Regions from separate parts of the Mus musculus genome. Here all the other regions are linked to region 7. Evidence: chromatin contacts called from public HiChIP or PLAC-seq and promoter capture Hi-C data. All regions are on one chromosome and are shown on one strand. Each heading gives the region's core, a stretch centred on a gene start, on an enhancer-like site or on the middle of the called end of the contact. The rest is flanking DNA. Distances are from core to core; before and after follow the strand shown. Region 1 holds the start of Rdh13 (retinol dehydrogenase 13 (all-trans and 9-cis)). Region 2 holds the start of Brsk1 (BR serine/threonine kinase 1). Region 3 holds the start of Ppp1r12c (protein phosphatase 1, regulatory subunit 12C). Region 4 holds the start of Ppp6r1 (protein phosphatase 6, regulatory subunit 1). Region 5 holds the start of Tmem150b (transmembrane protein 150B). Region 6 holds the start of Shisa7 (shisa family member 7). Region 7 holds the start of Zfp444 (zinc finger protein 444).

Region 1 (3,024 bases), core at 6-2,505, 1.7 Mb after region 7:
ATTATAATGTTGCCAATCTGATAATTGAAAAATATTTATCTCCTTGTCACCTTCATGAAGACAAACAGGTGTCAAGTGTGCTGACATTTTCTAGTGACAGGATGTATTTGTCCACTGTCTATAGCCTTTTTCCTAACTTCCTTTCTTTTCCTTCCTTCCTTCCTTCCTTCCTTCCTTCCTTCCTTCCTTCCTTCCTTCCTTCCTTCTGTCCGTTCGTCTGTTTGTCTGTCTGTCTTCCTTTCCTCCTCTCCTGCTTCTAGACACTAACACTTTAGTATGTTTTAAATATATTATTCTTTCCTTTTGGTGTATAAGTGTGTGGACACATACATGCCGTGGTGGAAGGTCAGAGGACAACTTTTGGGAGTTGATTTTATCTTTCCACCATGTTCTAGGAATCAAACACAAGTTGCAAAGCTTGTATGACAAGTGTCTCTACCCCATGCACCATCTCACTGTTGTTTTAAAGCCAGTATCCTTCTTTTCCTTCAAATCCAATGGTCCAGGTCTCAGTTTCCTCCCTCAGATCCAAAGCCCACACCCCAGACTTCCACTCTTAAACACAAGAGTCCAAATCCTACCCTTCTCCCTCAGACTCAGGAATCTATACTTCACCCTCCTCCCTCAGACCCAGGGGTCCAGGTCCCAGCCTTCTTCCCTCCTTCACAAGGCCTACACAGAAAGTGCTACCATTAACTATTATTTAGAGGAGAAAAACCATGGTTCATTCTACAGGGTCTCGATGTCTGGAAATGGAAATGCTTGGTACCAAACTATCTATCTATCTACTTTATTTATTTTCTTCCTCCCAGATAGTATTCTTCTGCATGGATCTGGCTTCCTAGAACTCCCTCTGTAGAACAGGCTGGCCACAAACTTATGGGTTTGCCTGCTCCTGTCTCCGTAATGCTGGGATTAAACGCGAGCACCACTACCACCCAGCTACTATTTTTTTTATTTCTTCCTTCTTTCCTTCCTTCTTTCCTTCCTTCCTTCCTTCCTTCCTTCCTTCCTTCCTTCCTTCCTCCCTCCCTCCCTCCCTCCCTCCCTCCCTCCCCCCCTCTTTCTCTCTCTCTCTCTCTCTCTCTCTCTTTTTCTTCCCGAACTTCAGGACGCCCTTGGATTGGTTGAGTGTGATGACATTTGATCTGGTAGCTGACACGCCTGTCAACCTCGGCCGCATTCCATCTCCAGAAACTACGTTTCCCAGCATTAAGTGCGCCATGGGCCTACTTCCTAAAGCCCCGCCTCCACATCTGGTCACTCCCCATAGCCGGGTTCTGGTGGCTGTGTGATTCCACGTTCACGCTACTCGAGCGCACGTGGGTTCCTGGGCAGCGCGTTCGTCCGCGGAGTGGCCTGGAGTGCAGACCCACGGACACCCTTTTCCCCAGCCTGGGATGAGCCGCTTTCTGCTGCCGGTGTCCGTAGTGGGCACGGTGATCGGCGGCACCGTGCTGCTCAAGTGAGTCTGCGCGTCTTCTCTGCGCGCTTGGTGGTAGGTTTGCGACAGGGGAATGCCAAACAAGGCCAGAGAAGTATCCCTTGTCCTAAGTCCTCGGACGAATTCTTCCCGCTCACTAGTATGGCTTTTCCGGGAGAGGAGGGCGGGTCACCTCTTCAAGGTCACCTAGGGAGAAGGGGTGGAGCATGGATCTTGTGCTCATTTTATCTCTGGACCACTCCTTCTCTACCCTTTCCTCTTTGCCCAGCCTGTTTGCCTCCCCTTCCTTCCTTTCTTCCCTTTCCTCTCCTCCCCCGTCCTTCTTTCCTTCCTTGCGTTTTTCAGACTGGGTCTCACCATGAAGCCTTGGCTGGCCTGGAACTCGTTATATTGACCAGGCTGATTTTGAATTCACGAGAGATCTGCCTCTGCCTCCTGAGTGCTGGGACCAAGGACATGCGTGTCTGTCACCGCTAACAGCTTACATGAGGTGTTTCCCTCCCCGCCCCCCCCCCCCCCGCATGTATGCATATGCTATGCTTTCGGAGGTTAAAAGAAGATGTTAGATCCCGTGGAACTGGAGTTATTGTGAGTCACCGTGTGGGGTGCTGGGAGCTGATCCTGGGTCCTCTGTAAGAGCAGCAGTGCTCTTACTGCTGAGACATCTCTCCAGCTTCTTGATGTATACACACCCGCTTCCCAATCATTGTTCTCCAACTTCCATGGACCCCTTCTGACACATGCTCCTTCCAACGTCATGCATTCTGTCTGTCTGTCTGTCTATCCATCCATCCATCTATAGACAAGGCAGCATGTAGCCTAGGCTGGCCTTGAGCTTGCTCTGTAGTCGAGGATGATGACCTTAAATTCCTGGTATTCCTGCCATTGCCTCCTGAGTACTGGGCTTGCAAGTGTGTACCACCACTTCTGGCTATTGTCTTTTGTTTTTATAAAAGTATGAATAAATGATTGTTACCTCTTGGAGATGTTCCAACGTATAATCCTTTTCTGAGGCCATGACGAGGACTCCCGTGTGTTTGGGTGCTTTGGTGATGGATGTGAGCTTACGAGTGCTTTGCCCCAGCTCATAAATCTTGAGGCAGGCACGAGGCAGACAGAACTCACTGTGCTGTTTCTCACCTTCAGGGACTATGTCGCTGGTGGGGCTTGTCCCAGCAAGGCCACCATACCTGGGAAGACTGTTATCGTGACAGGAGCCAACACAGGCATCGGGAAACAAACTGCTTTGGAGCTGGCTAAAAGAGGTAAGAGCAGCCCCTGCTCTGGGGTTTGAAGAGTTATGTGCACACTGTTGTGTGCACAATGTTGTGTATGGCAGCCTTGTTTATAATACCTCGAAGGCAGAAGCATTCCAGGTGTCAATTTGCAGACAAATAAACAGAATACGGCTCATCCATACAGTGGAATATTACTATGCTTTCAAAAGGAAAGGAATTCAGACATGCTTCTGTGTGATGATTCTACAGGATGTTGTGCTAAGTGAATAAAGGCAGACACCACACACACACACACACACACACACACACCCCAACAGCTACATAATTCACATTCTCAAAACT
Region 2 (3,053 bases), core at 382-2,881, 1.5 Mb after region 7:
ATTTCTTCTATCCCGAATTTCTGCATTTGAACTGGTAGCCAACAGCTGCCATGCCTACAAAACACAACTCTTTCCTATGCACGTTGCCCACTTTTAGTCCTTCTGACTGTCTGCCCTTTGCCGATCCCCTCCACCAGCCTCTCCTGGCCTTTTATTCTGACTCTCTGGCCTTCTGGTATGTCTGCCCAACTTCATCTTTCTTTTCAGATTTCAGAAGCCCTATAATCTTACAAAACACACTCTCAATTTTTCTTCTTTCCCAAGCCTCCCCATACAAAGTGAGTTCCAAGACAGCCAAGGCTACACAGAGAAACCCTGTCTCGAAAAACCAAAAAAAAAAAAAAAAAAAAAAAAGCTGTCATGGTCAGAAAGCATGCGTATTCCCTGACCACTCCTCAGATCCAGAGCTCAGCTATGGAAGGTGCCTCTTCTCAGTCCCAGGAACCCAGATCTTACCCCTCCGTCCTTAGACCCAGTAGTCTTGGCCCCAGCCCTCGTCCCTCAGGCCCAGCAGTGCAGGTACATGGCCCCTTCTCCTTCCAAAGTTCAAGAATTGAGGTCAACAGCACGTCACACTCTTACTACCAGGATATAAAGGTCTGACCTCCCTTTCCTATCTCAGGCCTGGAACTCAACTTCATAGGGACCCAGAACCCACAGCCCAGAACACTGGAGGTCATCCCTCAGTTCACCTCGATCCCCTGCCTAGAAGAAGATGGTTGTGGCCACACTCAGCCTTTAGCATCAATCAAAGATAACTCTGCTTTCCAGGGCCACTTCTGGCTGGGAGCTTAGCTTTCTACAGTCCACCTCTCCATTCTATTTCCACACTGCAGAATGGAGAGAATGTAGTCGACCTCACACCCTAGGGCTCCAGCTTGCTGCACGGAGCGCAAGTGACCGCTTTTGAGCATAAGAGGGACAGGATAGCAGCCTCTCTCGGGATGGATGCACCTCCACCCAGCCTGCACCTCCACCCTGCCTGCGGCTGTACTGCAGCACCCGCCTGCCTCAGCTTGCAGAATCAGCCCAGGTCCCACACCCGTAATGGGCCTACTTCCCCACAGCTTCCTGAAGCCCCTCCAATATCTGCCCCAATAGGGTTATTTGAGCCACAGTAGTCCAGACCCCTACTTCTCCCTGGAACCCACAAGTCTCAGACCCCTGCCATCTCAAGGCCCCAACGTCAGACTCTACTCCGTACACCGTGGGCACTTGGAACTCAGGACCCAAGCCCCTTTTCTACGAGGGACCCAGGGGTCTGCCCTTTAAATATCCATGGTCCCGCCCTCTGCCCCTTCCAGCACCCCGCCCCCGCCCCAGGTGTCCGCTTAGGTTCTCACCTGTCTGTCCTTTGCCCAGCGTCTTCTCCAGGCGATAGGGGCCCACATATTGGGCGTGCTGGGGTGGGTGTGGGTGTGGGTGTGGGAGGTGGTAGGCGGGGGAGCCCCCGCCACCTTCCTTGGACCCGGACGACATGGTGCCCTTGGTCCCGGCCCGACCGGTCCCCCGGCCGCCCCCCCTGCGGCCCGTCGCCCCGTTCCTCCGGTGGGGGCCGGCGACACCTCCGTCCCGGCCCCCCCGGTTGCTCCCCACTTCTCCGGGGGTCCCCAGGGGGCTGGGCTGGCCCCCCCAGTCGGTGGGCCGCAGAGCTGGGGGAGGGGGGGCTGCCGGGGGGGTCAGGCCCCTGGAATCAGCATGGCGGGGGGGGCTGCGCGGCCCCCCCTCCCCAGCCCGTCCCTGGCCGGCCCCCCCCTTCCTGTGCCTCCCCCTGCAGGGGGGGTCTGAAGTGTGGGGCCGGCGGATGCTGCAGGCCGAGATCCCCCCCGCCCCCCCACGCGCCCTCTCTCCTCCGCCTCCTCCTCCTCTCCGCCTCCCCCCGCCACCTCGTCCTTTCTCTCCGGCACGCTGACATCACCATCCGGGGACTCCCGGCCCTTCCCCACAGTTAACCCTTTCGGAGGGGGAGGGGGAGTGGCAGGGGGCGGGCCTGGAAGCTGGACGGACGGGGAGGAGGTGGGAAGATGCTGGGATGTATGGATGGGTGGAGGGATGCTGGAGGAGAAGGATGCTGCAGGAGAGAGGGATGCCTGAAAGGATGGAGGGAAGGATGGAGAGAGATACAGAACCAGTATTAGACAAGCAGAGATGAAGACACAAAGAGAAGTCTGACATACATTAGTAGATGGGAAGATGCAGAATATCAGAGACAGGGTGGAGGAGTGAAGGAGGTAATAACGGAGCGGGGAGAATTAAGAGTTCAAGGCCATTATAGCTATAAAGTGTGTTTGAGGACAGCCTAGACTACGTGAGAACGCCCCCTCAACCCACCCCCTCAAAAAAGAGCTGAAAGGGGCAGACAGGGATAGGAGACAAACAACAGACAGGGATGAGGAGATAGAAATGCAAAGGAAGATGTAGAGCGAGGGGGACAAAGAGAAATAAGGACTGTCAAGGGTCCATATATTCACAGGAGGGAATGATGCTGGGCTTAGATGGGAACAGACTGTGGAGTGTGTGTGTGGGTGGTGGTGGTGGCAGAGGATAAAAGAGACAAAGATAGAAAAGGGAAGGACTTTGGGGAGTTGGAGACCTAAGTGTGATCTATTTCTCTATGTCCTCTAAGGTCAACACTGTGTACTCCTTGGGCTAATTCTATGTTCCCACCGTTATCAGGGCTCCACGTTCTGCTCTTGTTTTTTTTTTTTTTTAAGACAAAGTCCAGCTGACCTCAAACTATGTGGCTGAAGATGACCTTGAACTTCTGATCCTCCTGCTTCTGTCTCTCAAGTGTGAAATTACAGTCCTGGAGAGATGATTCAGCAGTTAGGAAGAGTAGGCTGCTTCCCAGGGACTGGGGATTTGCATTCTCAGCATCTATACAGTAGTTCATGGCTGTATGTAACTCCATCTGGTTTCCGGGGATCAAAGTACACGTGGTACACATATGCACAGACAGTTATCCATATGCATATTTCTTCCAACTCCTTTAAAATTGTTTAAAAACAGTCCGATACCACCATGCTTTAATGTCTCCTATACCTTGATAGGTA
Region 3 (2,997 bases), core at 48-2,547, 1.7 Mb after region 7:
GTCTGGAGCTGAACCCTTTGGAGGCGTGGCCTTGAGACTACATTTCCCAGCTTGCCCTATGTTATCTGATTTCCTTGAACTTTGCTCGGGAACTTTATCGCCATGTTAAAAGATGAGTTTGGCGGTGACAAGCTTTAATCTTGTTTGAGAACTCAATTTCCCGTCGGCCCTTGGTCTACCTGATGCCTTAGGGAGCCCATTCATTCATTCATTCGAAATATTTTTTATTGCCTACTCTCAGGCTTAGTTCTAGTCATTAGGACTAAGAGGGTCTCAAAGAAAACAAATCGAGTTTACTTATAGCCGATGGGAGAGGGACAGATTCAAAACCAAAACAAGTACGGCATGGTGGCACTCCTTTAATTTCATCACTCCAGAGGCAGGAGGAGGCGGAGTTTTGTGAGTTCGAGGCCATTCTGTCTGCATAGTGAGCTTCAAACCAGGCAGGGCTACATACTGAGACCCTGTCTCAAAACAAAAATAACCCCCCCCCCACACACACACACACACAAACAAACAGACTCCTGTAATCCCAGCAATTAGGAGATGGAGACAGGAAGATCAGAAGTTCAAGGGCATTATTAATGAGTTCGAGCGCCATCCTATCTCAAAACAAATCGTAAAAAGTATGCAAAATTTATTTCTATCTCTCAGGATCCGCTATCCGCTATCATTTCCCATGCGCCTTGGGGTAGTCACTTTACAAAGTACACTACATTTCCCAGCATGCCCCAGTAGCCTGTCCGGCCGCTCTACCCAGATTCCCAGCACTCCCTAGGGACATGTCCTCCTTTAGGCAGTTCTCTTTTTGCTTGTTTTTTCGAGAGAGGGTTTCTCTGTGTAGCTCTGGCTGTCCTGGAACTCAGGACCAGGATCAGACCAGACTGGCCTCGAACTCACTGCCTCCCAAGTGCTGGGATTGAGGGCGTGCCTTTTGAGTTTTTCGTTCGACCCCTTCCAGCTCCGGATTTCTAAACGTGCCTCAGGATATATAGCGAGTCTAGCGAAGACTTCCGCTTGTAGAACCCATTTCCCAGCACTTCTGCCGGCCTGCCGGCTGCCTCATTCTCTAACCTATCTGCTCAAGTTATGCAAGGCTCCTCAATGGGGAGAAACTCCACTTCCCAGCTCGCTACGAGGGGCTTCTTTTTAGGCCCTTGCCCCCAGCGATAGCTACGCAAGTCTCAGGCGGGACTCGGTTACCCAGAGGGCTTTGGGTCGGCGCCGTGACGTCAATATACCGAGCGGGGGCTGGGCGAGCTTCTGGGCGGTGCTTGTCGCGCGGCGGTTCCCGGCGGCCCCCGGGGCGGGCGGGTGGCGGCTGTTCGTCGCCCGGTGCTCGCTCGCTCGCTTAGTAGGCGGGCGAGCGGCCGGCGCGATGTCCGGCGAGGATGGTCCGGCAGCGGGCCCGGGGGCGGCGGCGGCTGCTGCGGCCGCCCGTGAGCGGCGGCAGGAGCAGCTGCGGCAGTGGGGGGCTCGGGCGGGCGCCGACCCGGGCCCCGGGGAGCGGCGAGCCCGCACGGTCCGCTTCGAGCGCGCCGCTGAGTTCCTGGCGGCCTGCGCGGGGGGCGATCTGGACGAGGCTCGCCTGATGCTGCGCGCAGCGGATCCCGGTCCCGGCTCCGGCGCTGCGTCCGACCCCGCCGTCCCTCCGCCTGCCCGTGCCGTGCTCGACTCCACCAACGCGGATGGCATCAGCGCCCTGCACCAGGTCAGCGCCCCCGCCCCGCGTCTTCGCCACTCGGGCATCCTCCCTCCTCGGCCCTGATCCACCTCCCCTCGACTGTGCCATCGCTGAGGATCCCGCCTGCTCTGTGGCCGCCTCTTCTCTGTCATTCGTGCTGTCATCTCTCTCCCGTGCATTTTTTGCAGCATCGCTTACTTCCGTGCCTATGCTGGCCGGGTTCCTCCTTTCCTAGCTGGTACTTGTTTGACTGTGCTGAAGTCTTTCCTGACCCAGGCCTGTGGTTTCGTTCTCCTGCACTCTGACTTGACCCTCTTTAGGCCCAGGTCCTTCAGTGTCACTTCTTTGAAGGTCCATCCTGTTTGTGCCTTCCTCTTCTTCCCGTGACTTGTGCTGTACGTTGTGGCCTCAGGACAGTGTACCACGTTGTTTCCTTGAAAAGGCATTTCCTCTGTCGCGTCATCCTTTGCTTTTTTTTTTTTTTTTAATCTTTTCTCTTACCTACAATCCCATGTCCTTAATTACATTATCAATTCATCCCCCCCCCCCCCAATTTGGGGAGCTTGTCACCTCTTATAGAAGTTTCTCCTCAACTCTCTTTCTCTGTTTACATTGTTTGCCTTCCTGGAAACTTGTAGGCATTTGCTCTTCGAGGAGCTGGACCACTTTTCCTTTTGTTTTGTTGTTTTTCCTTTAGACAAGGTCTTGCTATGTAGCCCAGGCCATCCTCAAATGCAGGTCCTTATGTCTCTGCCCTCCTCCTCCTCCTCCTCCTCCTTCTTCTTCTTTTTTTCGAGACAGGGTTTCTCTGTATAGCCCTGGCTGGGAACTCACTGTAGACCAGACTGGCCTCCAACTAAGAAATCCGCCTGCCTCTGCCTCTGCCTCTGCCTCCCCAGTGCAGGGATTAAAGGCGTGCGCCACCATGCCAGGCCCTTCTCTGCCCTTCTTATTTCTGGAATTACATGGCCACTTCACCTATTGTTGGTTCATCTCCTAGACTTTATTTAGGCAACCAACGTCCTTCTTCAAAAAGTGTGCCCTCTCTCCTAGATTTCCACCCTATCACCTCCCAGGATTCTAGAACCTATTCCACACATTATTTTTTTCCAGTGCTCTGTGCCCGAGAGTCAGGACCATCTTGTGTTGTTGCTTGGGTTCTTCTGGATTCAGGATGCTTTTATTCAGTTAGGATGACCGAGAACAAGATAAGTCACACAAGAGCCTACATCCCAGTTCTCCCTCCTGGTCTCAGTGTTGGTCCAATGTCAGTCTTCTGGTGGGCAGCTTCTTTCATGGCAACTTCCATCTCC
Region 4 (3,144 bases), core at 571-3,070, 1.5 Mb after region 7:
ACCAGGTGGCTCCTTGCTTTCTCTCCGTGGGAACCCCAGGCCTCCTGCCTCCCTCCTTCCCAGGCACTCTCTCTTAAGGGATTGCCAGGCCTTGTTTGGGCCTGGGCCTGGGCCTGCCAGCCCATCTCTGGGTAGCCCCCTGGAGGGGTTGCTGAGAAAGGTGCTGGCCCCTTGATCCCCTCCCTTGCTTTCTGTCATCCTTTCTTCTCATGTCCACACTGCTCTTCAAATAAAAACATTTCTCCTGCTCCCTTATGCTGTCTTGCATTGTTTTTTGGAAGGTTCTTATGGAAGGAAGGAGGGGCTGAGCTTAGAGGATTTGGGGAGATGGTCACTAAAGGTATAATAAGTGTTGCTCTTACCTCAGAGCTGCTGTCTTTTCTTGCTGTGTTGTGCTGGGACCATCTGTTCTTTAACACACACACACACACACACACACACGTACTTTTAAAAACATATTTGAGTGTATAAAGAGGGGCATGGCCTGTGAATGGAGGTTAGAGGACAGTGTGGGGCATTGATTCTCCCTTTCTCCCATGTGGGTATTGGGATCGAATTTTAAGTTGAGCCAGGTTATGGGCTTGCACAGCAGCCACCTTTGCCCATGAAGCCAGCTCGACATCCTTGAAGTTTTGTGTGAAAGTTAATCTTCATTGCCAAGTTGGCAGGATTTAGAATCACCATGGAAACACATCTCCAGTGTGTGTATGAGTTTCCAGAAAGGTCTAACTGGGGAGAGAAGACCCATCCTGGAATTGGGGGTGGGGTGGGGGGGGGGGGCAGGCTGAACTTAAAGGAGACAGGGAGCAGAGCTAGTGTTCACTTTTAATATGAAGGTGCTCTCTTACACAGAACTCAGTTGATACAAGATCGAACAAAAATTAAAAGCAGCACAGCCCAGGAGAGACAAGACGAAAAAAATTACTGACAGGTGTTAATCTGTGCAAGTCCATTAAAGCCATTTGAGAAGGGGTGGAGAAAAATATCTACATCCCTTGAAAGTCAAAATAATGACTGACGTGAAATGTCCCCGAAATATAAAGTCCTAATCTGCTGTTTTAAAAAAGGAAAACTAATGTTTCTTACATGCATTTATCTAGTCCTTACAGCTGACCTCTAAAACGGGCACGAAGGAGCAGGGGATGAAAGTTGGGGTAAACCGAGGCTCAGCGCTAGAAAAGGCCCTTTAGTGACTGAATCCCGGCGTTAAGGGGTTCCTCCCGGTTGTTACAAGAGGAGGCTTTGTGCAGCAACTGGCAACAGTAGACGCGGCTTGGGCAAATGCCTGAGTAGGAGGTCAGCCAGAAAACCTCGGCAGACGCTTAGGCATCCGGGACGAACCCGACTGAACAAAAGCAACCAGCTTCGCGTGAGGACGAAAAGTTGGAATGGATTTCTTAGGAGTTGACTCGAGTCAAAGAAATATGGTTGAAGGAGTCGGAATAACAATCGGATTTCCGAAGGTAGCTTTCAGGGCGAAAGATCCTAGAACCGAATATTCAGCGGATTTTGGAATGTAGTCACAGAAAACGGGGTTCTGGCTGCAGCAGCGCCTGCGCACTGGGCCCTCTAGGTTTATTCAGGGAGAGAACATTGGCAACCGTGGGCACGGACAGCCGCGGAGTTCCGGAGTGGGCGGGTTCTGGGCGCCAGCGCTCACCGCGCACGCGCCTCGCCAGGCCGACCTAGCGGCCTCTCGCGCACCTGCGCACGGAGAGCGACCACGAGAGGGCGGAGCCTGTCTTCTTGCGTCCTCCCGCGCTCGGGGCATTGTGGGACAGTGGCGGAGGTAGCCCTGCGTCGGAGGCCTTAAGGTGGACGGCTGGGGCCGGGGAGACCCAGCCGCTTCGGGTGACAGTAAAGCCGAGGGGACGGGCGTCGGCTCTCGGTGCAATTCTGCACCCGTCGGGCTGCGGAGGCTTCTTTTTCCTGTCCCGCGGGTGCCGGCGTGTCAGTGTGTAACCCGCGGCGACTTCCCCCGTCGCCCTGCTTCGGAGGCGCCTGCGCGGGCCTCGCGTCGGCCACGGAGCTCTGCGGTGGAACGAGTGCGCCTACTTTTTCGCGACGACCCGAACTCGTCGAAGCTCGGTGGTGAGGCAGGGGATTCCCTGTGACTGGAGGGCGCTTGCGCGGGTTCGCGAGCTCCGGCCCGGGCGCCTGCGCGAGCCCACCGGCGCCGCCCCCGCCCCTCTTAGCCGGCCCCTCGACAGGGCCGGAGCCGCCGGCGGCGGGGCGGCAGGGGCGCCCCGATGAGCCCCGAGTGCGAGGAGCCGCCGCCCCCCCGCGCAGGTGAGCCCCGCAGCTGCCTTCCCGGGCGTGCGCCTTCTAATCCGGAGTCTTTTCCTCAAATCTCCCTGAGCGCCCCTGAGTCTCTTAGTATCCTCCCTTTCACTCCCTAAGTCTTTTAGCCACTTGCCAGTATCATCAAGTCTATTTCCTGTCGCCGGGCCTGTGTCTACTTCGCTGTCATTCCCAGCCCGTCTTCCTCGTCTATTGGGGACCCTCTCTAAGTCTCTTAGACTCTTCTCCCCGCAGCCCCCAGCCCCCATCTCTTCCCACTGGGATCTACATCACCTCCACCTATCATTCTGACTCAGCTCTCTTGGGATTTGGGCCCACTCCCCTGTCCCCCCTGTCGTAGTCTTCCTCCTCTAGGGTGCCTTTCTCTTTCCTTCCTCTTGCCTGCTCTTTTGTGCTCACCTCTGTGTCTACCTACTCTTTTCACTCTCACCAGCCTTCGTGGACTCTTGACCTTTTTGTTTCTCACCCTCTGCTCAGGAAGGCAAGGTTAAACAGGTCTTTTCCTTCGCCTTGGCTGTGGCTGTCCTGTCCCTGTTTGTCCCTAGTTTCCTGTGGTGAGGAGGCACTTTGGAACCACTGTTTGGTGCGCTACTGGGTATTCTGTGAGATGAGGCCCATTGAGGGCAGAACTTGGTTGCTGGGTCCAGGAGGGAGTGGTCAGTGGAAGTCCCTGGTACTTTTATCTACTCAGGGAGCCAAAGGCAGAGCTGGACAGTCACAATTACTGTGTGTTGTGATGGTGGTAACCCAGGGTGCTGTGGCAGCAGGCCGCAGAGTGGGAGAGACTGGTGAGACCGGCCGGATGGGTGACTTTTCTGTCGAGGAAGGCTGAGTGGGAGTTAA
Region 5 (3,130 bases), core at 461-2,960, 1.4 Mb after region 7:
AAGTACACTGTAGCTGTCTTCAGACGCACCAGAAGAGGGCATCGGATCTCATTACGGGTGGTTGTGAGCCACCATGTGGTTGCTGGGATTTGAACTTCCGACCTTCGGAAGAGCAGTCGGGTGCTCTTACCCACTGAGCCATCTCACCAGCCATTAATTATTTTTATCATTACCATTATTATTTCATTGGGGGAGGGCATGTAGCACCATGTGAGTGCACGCATACAAGTTAGGGCTAGAGGAGATGTCAGATGGTTTCTTTACCTTCTCCCTGTTCCCTCAGGTCTCCTCATCCGAAGGGATGCTTGTTGTCTTTTAGGCTAGGCTGGCTCTTGGGAATCTGTCTTTGACTTTGTTGCTGCAACAGTGGTGTGCACAAACAGGCCTGCTTGTGTGGTGGGTACTGGGTATTCAAATCCAGATGTTCAGGTTTCCAGAACAAGTGCTGTTATCCACTGAGCTGTCTCTCTAGGCCCTAATCCCAGCACTAGGAAGGCCGGGGTAGGAGAATCTTGCATCCGAGGTCAATCTAGGCTATGTACTAAGATCCATCCTGTCTCAGAAAACAAAGATAGAAAGTCTAAGAAGCTGCTTGTGGGGGTAGAGATTGCAGATGGGGATCTTATAACCACTATCACCTTCCCCACTCACACCCTGCCCATTGTGGGAATTTTTAAAAAAGATTTATTTATTTATTTTATGTATATGAGTACACTGTAGCTATACAGATGGTTGTAAGCCTTCATGTGGTTGTTCAGAATTGAATTTTTTTAGGACCTCTGCTCGCTCTGGTCAATCCTGCTCGCTCAGGGCCAATTATTATACATAAGTACACTCTAGCTGTCTTCAGACACCCCAGAAGAGGGTGTCAGATATCATTACAGGTGGTTGTGAGCCACCATGTGGTTGCTAGGATTTGAACTCAGGACCTCTGGAAGAACAGTCAGTGCTCTTAACCGCTGAGCCATCTCACCAGCCTGGGGAACTCTTGTTAGAACAGAAAAAGAAAGGGTGAGGGGAAGGGAAGAGAAGAGGAGCGTGTGGGGTGGGATCATCAAGATCCCACATCAAGCAACCCAAAAGACTGAACCCAGAAGGCACAATCCCAGAATGGACAAGCAGCCTACAGCTCTTCAGGAGACAGGACGGGAACATCACCAACTCCAGGTCAGCAGGGGCTATAGAAGACTCCAGAAAAGAGACCTGCATTTGCAGGTAGGTAATGGTGGCTGGACTCCAGAAGTGACATGTATGTATGCATTCAGGGAGCTGTATGTAGTTTGTGGGGAGGATAAAGTACCGGGGGATTTGGACGTTGAACCCACAAAACTGTAGGAAGGAAGTTAGGGGCTCCCTGAAGCAAGAGTGTCCCTTTTACGAATCTGAGACAGGAAGTAGTTGTTTGGGTAGATTACAGACGATGACTACTGATTAGACCCAAAGCTGAATATCTCATACACACTCAGCCTGGACTTTGCCTCTTCCGGAATTCGGAGGCCTGCCTTCTTTTGCCACACCTGGAATCACCTGGTACTGCCACTCAGATCTAAATGTATTAAGGAAATGGAGAGAATTTGAGGGAACTTGGAAAGGTGAGGGCCCTAAGGGAACCCGGAGCCTGGGAGCTGGCAGTGAAGAGCCAGGAAAACAGACCAACAACAGTTGATTGGGTCTGAAGAAGATAGGGAAAAGAGCCCCGAGCAAGGCCAGGCTTCCAGCCAGTGGGACCACAAAAGCAGGTGGGCCGTCTTCAGCACCACACACCTAAAGACTGCTTGGAGATCCAGCTTCTTCACTTCCACTGCAGAGCGCAGCAATGTGGAATTACCTGTCCTTGCTGCCTGTCATCTTATTTCTGTGGGCTATAGCTGGCATCTGGATTGTGTAAGTAGCAGAGGCCCTAAAGGATGCTTGGGTCTGAGGGAGGAAGATTGGGGTCTGGACTTTTGGGTCTGAAGGAGGGCTAGATTCCTGGGTCTGAGGGAGGAGGGCTGGGGACAGGACTCCAGGTCTGAGGGAGGAGGGCTGGGGACTGGACTCCAGGTCTGAGGGAGGAGGGCTGGGGACTGGACTCCAGGTCTGAGGGAGGAGAGCTAATGTTTGGATTTTTGGGTCTGAGGGAAGACAGCTGGTTTTTGGATGGCTTCTTGTGACACAGGATAGAGGCCAGAAGTCCATTAACACAGGGAAGTGTTTGGTTTAGGGAACAGAAAGGAAAGCTCTCTACAAGATCCACTTACTAACTTCCTGTATTCCTCTCGTCTCAGTTTTGCAATCGCTGTGGTTAATGGTTCTGTGGACCTCAACGAAGGCTTCCCTTTTATCAGGTTGTTATGGCTGAGGTGGTGATGGGGGAGGCAAATAGAGGGTCTTGTCTGGGAGGAGCCAAAAGATGACCCTGTTCTTCTTTTGCAGTATCTGTGGCTCTTATGCTCCTCAGAGCTGCATTTTCGGCCAAGTCCTCAATATAGGAGCTGCTCTAAGTAAGTATTTCTATACCTTTCCTTTCACTGCCAGCCCAAAGGTGCCTAAAGGGTCCCCATCTCCTCCTTCCTCAGACCAGAGCAACTGGTTTCCCTGAAAGCCAGGAGCCTTCTTCCCTCAGACCCCAAGGTTCATGCCCCAGACCTCCTTCCTCACACCCAGGAGTCTAGACCCCAATTCTCTTCTCTCAGACCCAGAGTCCATACCCCAGTCTTTCCCCCTCAGATCCAGGAATCCAGATCCCAGTCCGTCTCCCTCAAACCTCCAAGCCCGTACCTCCAAATCCCTTCTTCCCTCATCCTATGTTTAACTGGGACACCAGCATTTTCCTGTTTCAAATCTTCCCCTCCAGCTGCGAATCCTGTGATGAGTTTGCCTCTCACTTCTCTTTCCTAGCTGTTTGGATCTGCATTGTGCGTCATCACCAACTCCGGGACTGGGGCGTCAAAACCTGGCAAAACCAGCTAATTCTGTGGTCGGGGATCCTTTGTGCCCTGGGTACCTCCATAGTAGGCAACTTCCAGGTGAGATGCGCTGGAAAGCAACCTGGGGGGCGGGGGGAACTGGACTACATTTCCCTACGGCTTCTGGTGGCTCTTTCTGTGTACTCGGCTCGCAAAGCTTTCTGGGGTTTGTAGTTCTCACG
Region 6 (2,801 bases), core at 267-2,766, 1.3 Mb after region 7:
CAACCAAATCAACATCAACAAAGAAATAAAACTCATGTGGGGAGAGTGCTGTCCTCTGCCGCAGATCGTGCGCGCGCAGGTTAGGAGTCAGCTCCCTTTTAGAGAAGTCTACATCCATGCTTTGGTGTTTATCTTCTTACCAGGAAATTCCATAGACTACTGGGGCCACAAGCAAGAGAAAAAGCACCTCTCTTTGTTCCTAAACTCTATATTAAAATATCTTTAATAAACCTCAACTATGCTTCATTGAGAAAGAAAGAGTACAGGAGCTGGCCACCATCAAATTGGTGAATAGTCAAAAGATTACATTATGTGGCCTGGGACAAAGAAGGGAAACCAACAAATCCCATAAACAGTGGTGGGGTTTAACCAGGGAAGAGAAGTGGAGGTGCAGGATTTGCATTTTTTGGTATAATTTTCTGGAGATAAACTTGGCTGGACTGTTTGATTGCCAGTAATGTGGTTGATTATTCTTGTTCCACCAAGAGAGAGTTGTGTAAATTCGTTGAGAGTTCATGAGTTCGTTGGGTCTGTGTGTGGGAGAGCTGAGAGCTAAAGGAATGACCCAGGAAAGATGAGACTAGTGAAGAAGATGGACATGGAGGTAGACAAGATAACCCAAACCATCTGCTCTTAGTGGTCCCAAGGCAAGAGCATACCAAGATGGCGGGGAACAGCTCAACCAGGCAAGTGTGAGGGAGAGGTCACCTGGAAAACAGGAAAAAGAAGTAGTTGACTGGAGAAGCGATGCTGTCAGAATAAGGGAGATCAAGATGAAGAGGTGCTCCTCAGATTCTCTATTCCGGAGATAGGGCTTCTTCACTTCCTCATCTCCTTTGCCTGCAGATTCAGAAGATCCTCAAGGAGCCAGTCACAGACATCGGACTGTTAGGCTTCTTCCAAGGCAAGAAAAACTCCCTGTTGCCCAACTCCAGGACCTGACTTGAAGGAAGCACCCACCCTCCTTGTCACCCAGACGTTGATGGATGACTTTTCCTTCATCCATGGATCCCAAGAGTGGTGCAGTCCGCCAGGAGAACCGCCCCCGTGGGAGAGGAGGCGTGGTTCTGTCTTCCGATTGGGCAGCTGGTCCCGGAAATGCAAATGAAATTCCTTGATGCTGGGTGGGAATTGGTTTAGAGAAAGGTGGAGGTGGGGCTGGGCCCCGGGCCACTTCACGAAGCGGGAAAAGGAGGGGGAACAAATGTCACAACTGGGACCCTGTCTCGGAGAATAAACATTTATGTGACTGAGGACCGAACCATTATTGGGTTTAGGGGGCATCACGGGGGCTACAAGGGTCTGTGGGAGGAAGAAAGTGGGGTCTCCTCCAGGTGGGGTGGGGGAGGCGCCTCTCCAAGCTCCAAGCCGGCGCGAGACACAGGCGAGGGCTGGCAGCGGCCACATCTGCACTGGGGCCGGTGCGCATCTGCAAAAGAAAGAGCTGCCGGCCAGGGTCCCCACCACGCAGCCTGCCGCCCCCACCCCCATCAGCGCGCGCGCGCCCAGCCCCGCGGGCTGGCAGACACGCGCTCGCTCTGCCTACCCTGGCTGGCCCCCACGCTGCCACCCCCGATTCCCTGAAGGTCCCGCATCCGGAAAGTGAGGTGAGCGCATCCGTACCTGGTGAGGAGGGGTAAACTGAGGCACGGGGGAAAAAGAGGGATGGGGAGGAATGGACAAGTATGTGAATGGATGGGATGGACAGTTGCTGCTCCGTGGTCCTTACTCGCCCAAGACGCAGAATTCTGCAGCCCCTTGGAGATCAGAGTGTTCAAACTCTACAGACGCCCCTCCGCCTCCACCGCGTCAAACCCTCACCCGAGATTCGCAGACTCCATCCCCAGCCTGGGGGCCTTTGAAGGCATCCCGTGTCCACCAGAGATGCAAGGACCAGTCCAACCCCATTGACAATCAAACTCACCCACCGCCGCCGCAGATCCTAGCAGCCCAGCCCCCTCCCACAAGTTACCTAGCCCAGTACACCCTCCCCGGGGACCTAGGAGTTCCATCCATCCTCCGGAGCCCCTTGGGACACGGGCGTCGGAGCCCCGGCCCCCGCGTTCCGGTTCCAGGTGTCCCCTCCGCACACCCAGCCCGAAGCCTGCGTCTCGAGGCCGCGCTCGCGTCGCCATGGCAACGGGAGTCTATTTTGCGCTGGGAACACACAGCTCCCTCCGCAGCGCCCCCCACCCACTCTGCTCAAGAGTGAGGGGCTCAAAGGGCGGGGAACAGTGCAGTGATGAGAATGAGACACTTAGAAGGGACAGAATCCCGGGACAGACAAGCAGAGATTGAGAGAGCCCCTGACAGAGGAACTGGGTGTGGAAATTACAAGGAGGCTACAGATCCAGGCGGGGGAGGTTGGGGATGGAGGGCCCAGACAGAGATCCGGACAGAGCCCTAGACAGACGCAGAGATGCAGAGGAACAGAAACCCGACGGCAGAGCCAGGTTAGAAAGAGAGAAGACAGCCGGCTGCACGTAGGCAGGGGGCCTAAGAAGAGAATGGACGGAGACTCTAGGCAGGGACCCCAGACAGCCCAGACAAAGTAGCGCTGCATGTGGTATCCACGCTATCCTTAGCAGGCAGGGATTTGGGGGTCTTTCCCAGCGCCACAGTAGCCAGGACCTGCTACTCTCCTCTCCCTCCTTCTACAGGTCCCCAATCTTGCCTGCTTTCCGCATTCCCACCTCAAACCGACTTCCTAATCCCTGAGATTCCTAGGAACCCCTTCCACATGCTCCTACCCCCTTCCCTGATCTGTGCCCCCACCACCACCTCCTCAGCCGCCACCTGCA
Region 7 (2,773 bases), core at 223-2,722:
TGGCTGTAAAATGGGAGCAATAATCGAGGTTGGAAAGTCAAGTAAAATAAAGAGCAAAAAAGTACCCCAGAGCATGGCTGGAGAGGTGGCTCAGCAGTTAAGAGTACTGGTTGCTGCTTTTCCAGAGGACCTGGGTTCAATGCCCAGCACCCACATGGCAGCTCACAACTGAAACTCTAGAATCAGAGGATGCAGTAAACACATATGCAGGCAAAATATGGATGCACGTTAAAATAAAAATAAATCATTAAAAGAAAAAAAAAGTACCCAGAACACCACCTGGCAATAAACAAACCCCACCTATTGCATTTACTATCAACACACATTAACCCTCCAACTCCTTGTGAGTCATTTACGTAAAGCCACTGTGAAACAAGCGCCCAAGACTAAATTGTAAATTGGAATAGGTGTTAAAATAGCATATAAAAAGGAGTGAAGACTGGCAGTGGTGGCTCATGCCTTTAAGCCCTGCTCTTGGGAGGCAGAGGCAGGCGGATTTGAGTTCAAGGCCAGCCTGGTCTACAGAGTGAGTTCCAGGACAGCCAGGGTTATACAGAGAAACTCTGTCTTGAAAAACCAAAAAAAAAAAAAAAAAAAGTTAAGATGAGTATTTTTGTTTGTTTGTTTTTAAATTCAATTACTTTCACCGGTTTAAAGCTTGGCATGGCTCTCGAGTGTGATTAAGGCCAGCCTGGGCTACAGGAGACCATACCCAAAACACCATCATCAACAACAACAAAAACCCTGAACAAAACAAAAAAACTAGGCCAACGCTTGTAATCTGAGCACGTGAGAGGCTGAGCCAGGAGGATCAGAACCGAGAGATTTAAGTCCCTCTTATCCTGTTAAAACCTGTCTCCAAGCCCCTTCTGCACATTAATGAATTTCGCCTCTCGCGACAAGCTAATGAGGCGGATACGCTTGTAATGAAGAAATACTTATCCTCCAGAACCTCAACTCGACAGAAGTGCGTGTGAACGTGTGACCAGCACACAGGACTAGCCACCTGCACCGGTCTACGCTGCTATGGCACGGTGCCCCTGGATAGACCCCTTCCCGCAATCCTTTTCGAAGAGGTTAGAGGTCCCGGCGCCCCAGGATTTCTCAGTGGGGTCCAACTTCCACTCCACTCTCAGTTTCCAACCATCCCAGGGCTCCCCCTCGAACATCCCAGCCCCCTCCCGCTGCCCAGCCTCCCCAGGCCTCCAACTCTCCCGCGTCTGCATCTCGCGTTCCTCCCGCTCCCCGGCCCGCCCCCAGAACCCCACCTCCAGCCTCCTATCATCCCCCTCCCCCAAGCCGCCCATCCCTCCCTTCCTCTCCCTCCTCCAGACCTGGGTACCCCTCCCCGTGGTCCGCCCGTTCCCCGTACACCGGACTCCCCAGCCCTTCCTTTTCCCTCTAGCTCACCTCACTCTCCTGGGCGAGGCCCCCCAAACAACCTCACCTTCCCGCACATGCGCACAAAGCTCATCGGGACTCCATGCCCCAGCAGGCTTTGCGCCAAATTCACCCGTACTTCCCCGCCCCCACGTCCCCTCACTCTCTACACTAGGAATCGCTAATTCTACCCAACACTTCCCACCTCTCCCAGCTGGAAACTACATCTCCCAAGAAACATCGCGACAAAGCGGCTTTCCATTAGCCCTACTGTGATGAGTCCTGTACGCTCGTGCGTCCCGAGCTAGCCAGAAAACTACATTTCTTAAAGTGTAAAGAAGAAAACCCGATTCCTATTGGCTCACACAGGCGCAAACAGAGCGCTTCTGATTTTGGACTACATTTCCCAGATTTCACGTGGATTTCCTTCCTCTACCATCCCTCACAAGACACCCCGCCGGCTGACTTCTGGCAAACGCGGACGGGTCGGGGAGGGATAAGAGGAATCTGTGGTTTCGTTGTCGTGGAAACCGGGGGAGGCAGCACACTTGGGAGACCCGCCTCCAGGACCTTTAAGCGCCTATAGAGGAGGTCGTGGAGGCTATGCCAGAGTTCTCCTCAGATCAGCAGTGGGAGATCCGTCTCCTTGACAACAGTTGCAGTATCGCCCTCCCGCTCCAGTACTAGGTTAAAGGAAGGTTGAGGCTGGTCAACGAAACCTGACCTCTGAGAATTAGTTCGCTCGTCCCATACTGTCAGTCCACTCTCTAGCCTCAGTTTCCCGTCTTGTGAATAGGAAGGAAAATATTACGTGTCAAACGGCGCTTGTGTAGCCCCCTACGGACACTGAAGCCTCAGTTTCCCTACCTCAGAAAAGGCAAGAAGGTTTTGAGTTTGCTCTTTGTAATATGTATGGGTGTTTCGCTGAGTCGGTGCACCATGTGCTCGCAGTACCCACGGAGGCCAGAAAGCGGCGTGGGATTCCCTTAGACCTGTATTACAGACGGTTGTGAGCCACATGTAGGTGCTAGAAGGACGTCTAGAATAGCTTGTGCTTCGTTGTTAACCTCTTTGTCATCTTTCCAGCCCTACCCCTACCTACTACCCCAACGCACCACATACACACGTACTCGCAGGAGCGCAAGAAGGTTATGAGACTTTCTGTTTACGTGATAGATGGCTCTTACAAGCTAGTGGGGCAGACAGAGACTCTCCCCTCCTCACTGGACTTCGAAAAAAGGTGACATTGGCACACAAAGGAAATCATGTGAAGCAGAGTTGTTATTGTCCTTACCAAATTCGTGGATGGACAATACCATTGCCCTAGTTTCTATTTACTCACTAGTTTACAGCTTAGAGACGGATCTATCCCCACAACAGCTAAACTTAATCC

The links. Promoter capture Hi-C pulls out the DNA fragments that hold promoters and counts their contacts. HiChIP or PLAC-seq counts read pairs in DNA pulled down with a chosen protein or histone mark.
Region 1: a contact with region 7 is called in a promoter capture Hi-C map of hippocampal neurons, with 2.9 times the contacts expected there. The contact joins the promoter of Rdh13 here to the promoter of Zfp444 in region 7. A contact is called at or near these places in 2 of 39 promoter capture datasets (cranial neural crest and hippocampal neurons).
Region 2: a contact with region 7 is called in a promoter capture Hi-C map of pre-B cells. The contact joins the promoter of Brsk1 here to the promoter of Zfp444 in region 7. A contact is called at or near these places in 10 of 39 promoter capture datasets (the C10 cell line, cranial neural crest, embryonic stem cells and 7 more) and 1 of 115 datasets of contacts at active chromatin or transcription factors (embryonic stem cells).
Region 3: a promoter capture Hi-C map of pre-B cells shows a contact between it and region 7. The contact joins the promoter of Ppp1r12c here to the promoter of Zfp444 in region 7. A contact is called at or near these places in 9 of 39 promoter capture datasets (the C10 cell line, cranial neural crest, frontonasal cranial neural crest and 5 more).
Region 4: a contact with region 7 is called in a promoter capture Hi-C map of pre-B cells. The contact joins the promoter of Ppp6r1 here to the promoter of Zfp444 in region 7. A contact is called at or near these places in 8 of 39 promoter capture datasets (the C10 cell line, cranial neural crest, embryonic stem cells and 4 more) and 2 of 115 datasets of contacts at active chromatin or transcription factors (large pre-B cells and stem cell-derived neural progenitor cells).
Region 5: an H3K4me3 HiChIP or PLAC-seq map of embryonic stem cells shows a contact between it and region 7, with 5 read pairs. The contact joins the promoter of Tmem150b here to the promoter of Zfp444 in region 7. A contact is called at or near these places in 6 of 39 promoter capture datasets (the C10 cell line, cranial neural crest, hippocampal neurons and 3 more) and 1 of 115 datasets of contacts at active chromatin or transcription factors (embryonic stem cells).
Region 6: a contact with region 7 is called in a promoter capture Hi-C map of embryonic stem cells, with 5 read pairs. The contact joins the promoter of Shisa7 here to the promoter of Zfp444 in region 7. A contact is called at or near these places in 3 of 39 promoter capture datasets (cranial neural crest, embryonic stem cells and hippocampal neurons).

The regions. Positions count from the first base shown.
Region 1 is chr7:4,443,888-4,446,911 of GRCm38.p6, reverse strand. It overlaps Rdh13 (retinol dehydrogenase 13 (all-trans and 9-cis)), which reads left to right and starts at 1,255. Exons shown (of 7, transcript NM_175372.4): 1 at 1,255-1,465; 2 at 2,591-2,709. The coding sequence starts at 1,401.
Region 2 is chr7:4,689,506-4,692,558 of GRCm38.p6, reverse strand. Brsk1 (BR serine/threonine kinase 1) reads right to left here and starts at 1,631. Exons shown (of 19, transcript NM_001003920.3): 1 at 1,344-1,631. The coding sequence starts at 1,479.
Region 3 is chr7:4,499,980-4,502,976 of GRCm38.p6, reverse strand. It overlaps Ppp1r12c (protein phosphatase 1, regulatory subunit 12C), which reads left to right and starts at 1,297. Exons shown (of 22, transcript NM_029834.3): 1 at 1,297-1,711. The coding sequence starts at 1,379.
Region 4 is chr7:4,657,626-4,660,769 of GRCm38.p6, reverse strand. It overlaps Ppp6r1 (protein phosphatase 6, regulatory subunit 1), which reads left to right and starts at 1,820. Exons shown (of 24, transcript NM_172894.2): 1 at 1,820-2,289. Hspbp1 (HSPA (heat shock 70kDa) binding protein, cytoplasmic cochaperone 1) reads left to right here. Exons shown (of 8, transcript NM_001360629.1): 8 at 1-254.
Region 5 is chr7:4,723,662-4,726,791 of GRCm38.p6, reverse strand. It overlaps Tmem150b (transmembrane protein 150B), which reads left to right and starts at 1,710. Exons shown (of 6, transcript NM_001142792.1): 1 at 1,710-1,884; 2 at 2,268-2,327; 3 at 2,416-2,483; 4 at 2,881-3,008. The coding sequence starts at 1,817.
Region 6 is chr7:4,843,411-4,846,211 of GRCm38.p6, reverse strand. It overlaps Shisa7 (shisa family member 7), which reads left to right and starts at 1,516. Exons shown (of 6, transcript NM_172737.4): 1 at 1,516-1,607. It overlaps Isoc2b (isochorismatase domain containing 2b), which reads left to right. Exons shown (of 6, transcript NM_026158.2): 6 at 847-1,252. The coding sequence ends at 942. Gm36127 (a long non-coding RNA gene) reads right to left here. Exons shown (of 2, transcript XR_881804.2): 2 at 1,227-1,429.
Region 7 is chr7:6,171,212-6,173,984 of GRCm38.p6, reverse strand. It overlaps Zfp444 (zinc finger protein 444), which reads right to left and starts at 1,472. Exons shown (of 4, transcript NM_028316.3): 1 at 1,411-1,472.